2 separate regions of the Gossypium hirsutum genome follow, and region 1 is linked to region 2. A link is a contact called in public Hi-C data. All regions are on one chromosome and are shown on one strand. The core of a region is the stretch at or near the end of the contact, and the rest is flanking DNA. Distances in the headings are between cores, read along the strand shown. Region 1 holds the start of LOC107952934. Region 2 holds the start of LOC107952924.

Region 1 (5,294 bases), core at 1,652-4,151, 270 kb after region 2:
CGATTTTTTACCAATTCATCCGGTTCACGATTCAATAACGATTTAAAGCAGTTCCCGATTTAAATGGTCTGCCTTCAGACCGGATTGTCAGCCAGTTCCTGGTTCGAAAGGCCAATCCAGTTTAAACAACATTGCTCATTATTATCCATGACTTCATATATATATATATATTAGTAAGATTTAATTTTTGTTAGTTTCCACACTCATCAAGCACCCAATTTTTCTTTACCATAACAAAAACATGAAACACTTACAAAAGCCAGTTTTAAGATTTTGTGAAGGTGACCGGCAAAGTTACGGTCACAACTTATTGATCATATAGAAATCTAAACCGATCAGAGTCTCAAATTCAAATCATAGGGCATGTTACCAAATCCACTGCAAATACACAACTGAACTGCCACCCGTAGGTTTGTCTGAACTATCATTGCTGCTTCATCTATAATCTTTGTTTCCAAAGTTCTTGCACCACAGCTGTGAAGGAATTGGACGAACGGGCTGATGAGGCCTTTGCTGCAAGAAAGATGACCTTTTAGCTAAATGTATCATGGGAATATAAGCTGTCTGATAAATAAAGATGTACAAGTTTTGAAGAAGTTAACCAAAAATTAGTAGATATCATGGCTACGTTCATTTACATTCTACTATTGAGTAGAAACTTGGGTGTTAGAAAAGCAACAATTTGTCTCCAGTCAGAGTTTTGGTTAGTTGAAAATGCAGCTGCTTAAGGAGATAAGAAGTGCATGCAAAGCAATAAAATGAGGATATGGGCTTCAATCATTTGATGAAGTGACAATGCAACACTTAGCGAATGTTAAATTGACCATCTTGAAATGAAGTCATATGGACAGTTGACCTTCTAAGTTCCAACATTGGTGAATTGCCCGTACAATGTTAGAGAGTAAATGCTATGGAGGAATTCAACTTCAAGTTTCAGACAAGAAAATAAGAAGCTGCAACCTTAGATTATTACATAAACTGGTGAACACTTGAAGATTGGCATTCACTAAGGAATAAGTGCAAAGCTAGCAGCTACTAGAAAAAGTAGAATTTTGCATAGCATCAATGGGTTATAATGAAACTGTGGCCACTTAAGGAGATAAGAAGTGCATATAGAAGCAATAGAAATGAGGATAAGAGCTTCAATCATTTGATGAAGTGACAATGTGCCATTTAGCAAATGATAAATTGACCACCTTGGAAGGAAGCCATATGGACACTTGACCTTCTAAGTTCTAAATTGGTGCATTGCCAGTAGAAGATTAGAGAGTAAATGCCATGAAGGAATTTAACTTCAAGTTTACAAATGAGAAAATAAGAAGCTGCAATCTTAGATTATTACATAAACTGGTAAATAGAAGATCGGCATTCAATAATGAATAAGTACAAAGCTAGCAGCTACTAGAGAAAGTAGAATTTTGCATAGCATCAATGGGTTACAATGAAACTGCAGCCACTTAAGGAGATAAGAAATGCATATAAAAACAATAAAAATGAGGTAGGCTTCAATCATTGGATGAAGTGACAATGTGACATTTAGCGAATGATAAATTGACCATCTCGGAATGAAGATGGACAGTAGGCCTTCTAAGTTCTAACATTGGTGTATTGCCAGTACAAGATTAGAGAGTAAATGCTATGGAGGAATTCAACTTCAAGTTTACAGATGAGAAAATAAGAAGCTGCAATCTTAGATTATTACATAAAATGGCAAACATTTGAAGATTGGGATTCAATAATGAATAAGTGCAAAGCTAGATGCCACTAGAAATAATAGAATTTAGCATAGCACGGATATAATGAAATTGCGGCCGCTTAAAGGAGATAAGACGTGGTTACAGGCTTTTCAATCATTTGATGAAGTGACACTTCAACATGTAGCGAACGATAATTGACATCCTAACATTGCAATATTGCCCGTACAAGATCAGGGAATATATGCCACAGAGGAAATAAACTACAAGTTACCAGTTGAGAAAATAACAAACCGCAATCTTGCATCATTATGAATAAAAGTACGCAGCCAGCAGCTACTAAGGAAAACAATTTTTTGCACAACATTGATGGGTTATTATGAAACTGACAGCAATTTTTATGGACTTCAAAACTTTCTAAAGCATTTGCTTTGTGACTACAGTGTAGAAAATAATAATTAGAGGACCGTGATATACACCTAGCTAACATTCAACTAAGTATCTGAATAGTAAGTAATTACTCTTCATTTATTTATAAAATTTCAAGTTTCACCTTCAACCAACATTTATATCAAAACAAACTAAAACCGAACTATTTAATTTAAGGCCTCACCTTACCAATCCCTTCTATCTAATTCCAAATGATATGCATTAAGACTCTACTAGTACTGACCAACTATAATACAATTTCCATTAGGATCCAGCAAATGCATAACAGAAATCTTAGCATGAATACTTTATATTGTTCGAAATCTTTAGATTTTCAAAAGGGTTAAACCTAGACTTAGCACTTAGCAGTTAGCAATTCATATAATTAGGGCAATATACGTTCTAAATAGCAATCAAAAACAGTAATAAAGTGAGGAAAGATGGGGACTTAAGCACCTCGAGCTCGGCGGATTTCATGGCGATCGGGATACAAATGAGGAAAACGCCGAACATAGCAATCGCAGTATTGCGACGCCAGTGCTTGGGCCGGCAATATGGGCCACCAGACATGCTCCACACCTTCGTCCTGAAATCCTCTGCTCCATGCCCTCCATGTTCTGCTCCTCCCATTTTTTCTTAATTTACTCGACGGATCTATCGAAAACTCTTACAAGTCTAACCGGTAAAGCAATTAGATCAGTAAGAAGATTGAAATATTTCAAAAGAAAATGAAATTTAAGAAGTAAAATTTAGTGGCGAGGATTGAGAGCGAAAGAGGAACGAATATTTGGGTTACCTGAGGCAAATGGAAGGTCCAGGATCGAGGATCAGCTGAGTCTGGTTCGCAAATAGAGACATTGTGCTTGTAAATGGGCTTCGGTATTTTGTTGTGCTTGTCGACCAACTTTTCGCCTTTTCACAACTGTACGAGCCCATGGCTGGAAGCAGGCCAGGTTTTGGGGATTTACGGACCTCATAAGGACCTGGCTTTAAGCATTATAAATTCTTTTTAGGGTTAATTGCATTGTCACCATGCTTAAATTTTGAATTGATTTCAAATTTCAAAGTATTTTAATTTGAGAATGCTCAAATGTATAGATATTATATTATTGGGGTAATATATTATTTGGTACTTGAGATTGGTTTCAATATTTAATTTGAAATCTAAGATTTTTGTTTCAATTTGGTACCTAGACCAAACAACCCAATGAATGTTTGACACGTATACTTTAGTAAAAAAAAAACACGGGTACTTAATTAGGACAAAAAAATAAAGCTCAAGCACCTAATTAAACACTGAAACCAAACTTAGGTACTTAAATGGGACAAAGAAAAACTCAAGTACCAAAGTGAACTTTGAAGTCAAACTTAAGTACCAAATTGGGACAAAAAACTCAAATACCGAATTGAACATTGAAGCTAAATTTATGTATCAAACAGTATATTAACCTTTTATTATTTATGAATAAGATAAGGCTTAATCTAACCTTTAGTACCCAAACTTGACATTTTTTCTTGGTTTGATACCTAAATTTTTTTTTGTCCAATTTGGTATTTGAACTAATCAAATATTATACAAATTATCCAAAACACTAATTGTATCAATTTTTATAAGGGGAAAAAAGTAGCTAGTGTATAACCAACATGTAGCAAATGACATGAAATTTAATGGTAGGAACTATTACATTTATCTGGAGTTTTCTTTGTTTCATTAAAATTTTACTTTTCATAAAGACATAGAATAATTTGACTGTTAATGGCAGAAATGATTCAAGAGACTTGATCTTTATAAAGCCCTCAATTCTATAAAAATATTATCAAAAATAGAGGAAATTTGTGTTAAAAAAGCTACTTTGAGTTATGCTTAACAAATGAATATTGAAGAAGAAAAATAAGAGTTTTAAAACCCCCCAAAATAAAATAAATTCATTATGTTAAATTAAAACATTAAAATAAATTAAATAAATTGAACTAAATGTAAATGAACATTTAGAACAAAATCATGTCATCTGTCACATGTCAATCATACACTGGTTATTTTTGCTACCTTATAAAAAAAACATTATTAGCATATTGGAGCAATTTGTATAATGTTTGACAAGTTTAGGTACAAATTGAGAAAAAAGCTTAGGTACCAAATTAGGAAAAAAATGTCAAGTCCAAATATTGAATTGGACCAAAAAGAAAAAAGAAAAGAAATTTAGGTACCAAATTAAGAAAAAGTGTCAAGTTTAAGTACTAAATGTGTTACACCTCAAATTTGGCGGATCCGAGAAGAAAGCACGTAGATGTGAAGTTGTCGGTTTGGCGTACTATGGTAGTTAGTCTATCAATTCACAAGCTTATAATGAATTGATGTTTGGCACATATAGTATTCGTCCATAGAAGTATCTAAGGACTTATTCTCAATTGAAGAAATAATATGACAAGCGAAGAGTACACTTCAGAATGTTCGTTGAGCATGACATGCCTACTAAGTATGTTAAAACTATAAAAGGCTAAGGTATCTTTAAGGCCACGCCATTTACGAGTTATCGCCATAGGTATGGTACACCAAGTGTGCTCGAAAGATGTGCAAGATGGGTTCTGTAATGTGATTGGTTAGGAGTCAACTGAATAGATTGACTAGTCAAATAGTATTATCATCGAATCTTTTTTATATACTCTCTTTGATTTTTGTAGGATATTAAAGGGACAATTTATGTATGTATTTTACACTTGTCAAGATCCACTAAGAGGTATTATATATATGTGGTAAGAAGGGAACGTGTGGATGTTTTTCTTCCTTTCGTTCTACCCTTTAGCTTTATTAAATATTTAAATATTATCTTCTTCTTTGCTAAACTGGAAACTATGGTTTTTGGATTATTGGTGGAAGTTTCAACCACTTGATAAAGTTTGGTAACTCTGCCTGTTAGGATTTTGAAAGAGTAAGGATGTATGTAGTATATAAACAATAAGATATAAATAAAAGGCCCTGCATGGAGGTCATCTGTAATTGAGATGTTAGAAATTTGTTTGTAAATGAGTTTTTAATGGTGATTCCATGTTCCTTTGAGCAGTTGTTGCAGTTGTTTGGGAAGGATGATCGGGTTTTAAACTCCGAGCTACAATATTGGTAAGTATCATGTGAATCTTTATTTTAACTCCTGCATGTTAACTGTTCAAGTA
Region 2 (4,925 bases), core at 1,812-4,311:
GTCCACTTTGGAGTGTTTCCTCTGAGATGGTCAATATGTATGAAATTTCAATTGGCAAATCCTTTGTCTTATTTTCTCTTCTCTGAAAAACCATTAGATGAGACAAGTCCATAAGTTCCAGAATCATTTATGGTCACCTAAAAGTGAAGTAGACTTTCACTCCCCAAAATCAACGTGTTAACTTCCGTCCCTGCATTTGAAGCTATAGCATCAAGTTGAGCAAGAAACCATGCCTGAAGAAGACATTCTAAGCCCTTTTTATTGTCTTGATGATTGCAGTCTTCAACTTCTTGGCAAGGAAATTCAGAAGAAAGTGCAACAACAACATTCTCATGAGTTGACCAATTTACTACTCCTAAAGAGGTTCCTGAACCAGATATTCGGAGTGAGTTTTGTGACCTATGAATTTTATGACCATCAAGCATTTCAAGCCCATTCCCAATAGCATTATCATTTGCAACCAATTTGAAGTGGCAAGGAGAATGTGGAAGTATAAGAATTTCCTTCTTCAAAGCAGCATTATACCCCTTTAAATAAACCCCTACATACATGGGAACATTCTTTCAAATACCTTTTCCATAAATGAAAGTGACAATAGTAATGTTAGTTTTTTCTCCTCTCCTTATAAAACTAACACCAATAGACATTGAATAAAGTAAAGCAATGAGAAGAAAAATGAGAAGAAACACATTGAACAGAAGGTGAATCCTTAAGTTGGAGAAAGAAGCACCCATCAAAGTATTTAGCAACAACAAATTTGCATCTACAGTTTGCATCTAATAAAAGAAACCTAAATGCTATATTCATTCAATCAAAAGAAACATATATCATAAAATCAATAAATTTTACAAAATTTCTTTCCCCTTAATACTGAAATGGAGCAAAGAGTGCAGTTTGAGTCTTAACAATATAGTAGGCAGGGCGTAATTGGTGCATGCATAGAAACAACTCGGCAGACTATTCAAATAAAAATAAGCAGAGAAAAAACAACAAAGAGAAAGCAAACAAGGCAAATTATAACCTACAGAATTGCATGAGAATCTGCCATCAAGGCAAATTATTAACAAACAATGGGATATTGCTTGACATGGATGACTCTGGAATAAGGAAAAAAAGATTTTACCGGCTTTGTCAAGGATTGCTTGCAGCTTAGATACATCACGAATTGAAATACAGGCATGACGGTCTCGACCTCCATGTTCAGGTCTTCTGATTAAGGGCTCTGGATTTGGAAGTTTCATCAAATGTATCATTTCAGAACCCACCCACAACCAAACACCTCTGTATGGAAGCTTATCATGTGGCCTAGCCTCATTTATTCCAAGACCTAATTTAACATTTAGAAGCAGACGCTCAGTTTCTCTCTTTCTTTCTTGCAAAAATAAATCAATATCTATAATATGAGTATAGAAAAGAGATTACATACCTAAAATATTCTAATAAAATTCAAGCGATCTTTCAAGGTTTTCACATAGAATTCCAACATGGTGAATACCAACAACTCCATAATCTACATCAATGACAATACTTAAATGTAATTCCATCCAAAATTGAAGAAGCATCAAATATAGGAGAAAGCAACAAATATTAATATACACTTTATTTTTCCTGTAAAGTCCATCATAATGTGGCAAACTATGAACTACGGCACCAAGGCAACTGCGTTTTGGATTCAATTCTCATCAAAATAACCCAAAGAGAGATTTTACATTCATCTTGTGTTATAAACAAATTAGGAATGAAATACAGATGACATGTTAATTTCCTTTGATGATTTTAAATAATAAAAAAAATTCAAAGATGCTTCAAAAGCCAGATGAATTATAACAGGGTTAGGACTGATGCCAGTTTCATTCTCCATATTTCAGCTCTAAATAGTTTAAGAGAAACCATGGCTTCCAAAACAGTTTTCCCTGAAATCAGATATCTAATGAGACAGCAAGCAGTTACCTATCTTGTCACTGATACTAGCTGATTCTTTGTCAAGTACATTTCCTTCAACTGAACCCGCAGCTTTGGTCTTGAAACTTAACCTTTGACATCTTCCATTTCCAGGAAAAGTATGACAAATTTTGGAGGGTGTATTTGCAGATACGGCACTTGAACGATTCAACTGCAAACCAAAAGAAAAAGAAAAAGAAATTGAAGAACAAGGGTATTCAAAAAAAAAAAAAAAACATCGAACTCAAGCTTTGTCTCAATCTGTGTAATCAAAGAGTCTACTCTAGAATTTGAATTGCAGCTCTCCTAACCCTAAGACCATAATTTAGAAATTGAATTAAAAAATAACACAAACAACCATGCACTTGAAAAGAGAAAGCAAACAAACAGGAAACATAGGAACTCTCAGAAAATCCCAAAATATAATGGTTATTTGCATAAAGAAGTATCGTGCCAATAATATAAGTAAATTTTCAAATTTGACATTGAATTCAATCAACAATAGTCACCAATAATAAATCCACGAACAAACAATATAGTACTTACATTCAAGAGAACCGATAATATCCATGATTGCTTCATCCCCAAATATTTTCTCGAAAACTTGAGGACTATTAAGCAAAACTTTAAAACAGCGAAGGGAAGAAGACTAACAACAATCGCTGATAATTGATCGGAGCCTCGCCATTCCCACAATCGCTAGGCTGCACGGTGGGAGACATGCGCATTTCTTTGGAAAGCTTCGCCTTCGACATCTATTTCTCCATATGTTCCACCACACGCAAATTCGCCACACCCAAAATCCAAGAAGAGAGTCTTCTATGCATTTTATGGAAAACCCAAGAACATTTTCGTCTGAATGATGAGTGGAAGTGGGAGGAGATTTTTGTCTGAAATAAAAAAATAAAATAAAATAAAATAAAAAAACTATTAGGAGAGGCGTTGAATAGGCATTCAGAGCCCGACCTCTGAATCAATATGCAGTGTTTACGCATAATAGAGCCCGCACACAATAGCGATTCGGCGGTCAAATTTCAATCAAACAAATGTGCACTGTAGCTCATGGAGCAGAGACGGAATAGAGTAGCCATTCTTTCGAACCAAACATGCCTTAAAGGTTTAAATGTGCAAAAGATTTCTGTAACTTTTTTTAATTTAAAATTTAGTTTTTATATTTTAATTTTAGTAGATTAAGTTTTCATACTTTTTTAATTTAAAAATTTTGGTTCCTCTATTTAATTTTTTCGTTAAAGTTAACAGTGTTAAAGGTAGAATAACTTAAAGTTAACGGTGTCAAAGGTAGAATAATTTTTAAACTCTCAATATTTATAGTTTTTTTTGTCAATTTAACCTTTGCCCTTTAAAAGTACATAAAATTTTAAAAATATATTTTTCCATATTTTAAATAAAAACTTAAAACTTTAAAAATTATAGTTTTTTTATTTTAAAAAATTATAAAAAATAAAAACTCTTTAAATTAAAAAAAAAGAAAAATATTTTAAGAATATAAAATTTCCAAAGTTCATTGTTATCTAAATTGATCGATTACATTGAGAATCAATTAACTTATGAGTCTATACAGGCTGGTTAAACCAAGTTAACAATCAATTAAATCAACAGTTAAACCAATTTTGAATTGATCTCTGATTGGTTTCCAACTACCAGTTCGACCAATTCAAAGCAAATAAATTATTAAAAATAAAAATATTTAAAAAAATATAAAAATCGATTCAATTGATTTTTTAACCAGGTTTAAATTGTTTGTGTCAGTTCGTGGGTCAACTGATTTTTAAAAATTTTAAACTATTTCAGCCCTCAACATTTACAGTTTTTGTCAATTTGGTCATTACCCTTTAAAAGTATGCAATTTTTTTTGAAAAAAATATTTTTTCACATTAAAAAAATAAAAATTTAGCAAATTTTATATTTTTTTTTAAAAAATATGAAAAATAAGAACTCTTTAAATTTCAAAAATAAAAAAAAAATGATATAAAAATCCAATGTTATCTTAACCAAACTAAATCGGTTGGACCAAGAACCGGCTAGAGTACTAGTCCGATGAGAGATAAAAAAAAACTAGTTGACTCGCGAACAGCTACGGACTTGTCAAACCAAGCTAAAAAAATCAGTTCAATTTGTAACACCCCTTACCCGACCCGTTTGTCGAGTCATGATATTGAGATGTCACATTCATTACCAAAGTAACTACGACCACTCCAAATCAATTTAACATTTTTTTAATTCAAGTTGTTAAGCTTAAAATATGGTTTAGACATTTATTTGAGCTTAAAATGAGATTACGAAAGCTCCCAAGGTGAACGAAGGTCGTTTAGGGACCAAATTGTAAAGTTCAAACTATCAAGTGTTTGTTGCAACTTAATGGATTCCATGTCACAATGTCACTCTTTGAATTGAGCTCATCACGACCTCACAATGGTACCACTCGCGATCTCAATCCTGCACTTTGAAAACTTAAGCATTTTACTCTCTATCACTTATGCAATTTTTATTCATAACTCCACAACATTGCTCCTATCAACCAATTCAACCAACATAACATTCTTTTATGCCAAATTCCAACCTTAAACATTACCCAATTCAACATTCAACTTAAAACAACATCAAACATGTTCCTGATACAAAATTTACAAAGAAAATAAAAAACCATCAATTTCTTCCATTGAATTCATCCACAAACATACTTAACATATTCCTATGTACATGCCAAAAGCTATAGCCAAAAATTTAGAATTCATACACTCTTCCAAGCTTGAATTGTGATGAGATGAGTTGGAATCGATCTTCACTCTAAAGCTTCAAAAGATCTTTACCTATGCATTTGAAAGAAATACGTTAAGTTCACGAGAGCTTAGTTGCATATCAAGAATTAAACTTTGCATTTGAAATTAATTCATTACACATACACATATATAAACATATATATATATAACTATCATGAATCACTATCATCATACACAATTTGT

What was found. Hi-C and Micro-C count contacts between places; a contact is called where the count stands out from the background.
Region 1: a contact with region 2 is called in a Hi-C map of leaf, with 1.9 times the contacts expected there. The contact joins the promoter of LOC107952934 here to the promoter of LOC107952924 in region 2. A contact is called at or near these places in 4 of 34 Hi-C or Micro-C datasets (callus, leaf and seedling).

The regions. Positions count from the first base shown.
Region 1 is chrA07:33,932,266-33,937,559 of Gossypium_hirsutum_v2.1, forward strand. LOC107952934 reads right to left here and starts at 2,902. Exons shown (of 2, transcript XM_016888140.2): 1 at 2,580-2,902; 2 at 210-513. The coding sequence starts at 2,753. The coding sequence ends at 436.
Region 2 is chrA07:33,663,232-33,668,156 of Gossypium_hirsutum_v2.1, forward strand. LOC107952924 reads right to left here and starts at 3,062. Exons shown (of 5, transcript XM_016888130.2): 1 at 2,908-3,062; 2 at 2,488-2,831; 3 at 1,951-2,113; 4 at 1,124-1,327; 5 at 1-541. The coding sequence starts at 2,523. The coding sequence ends at 138.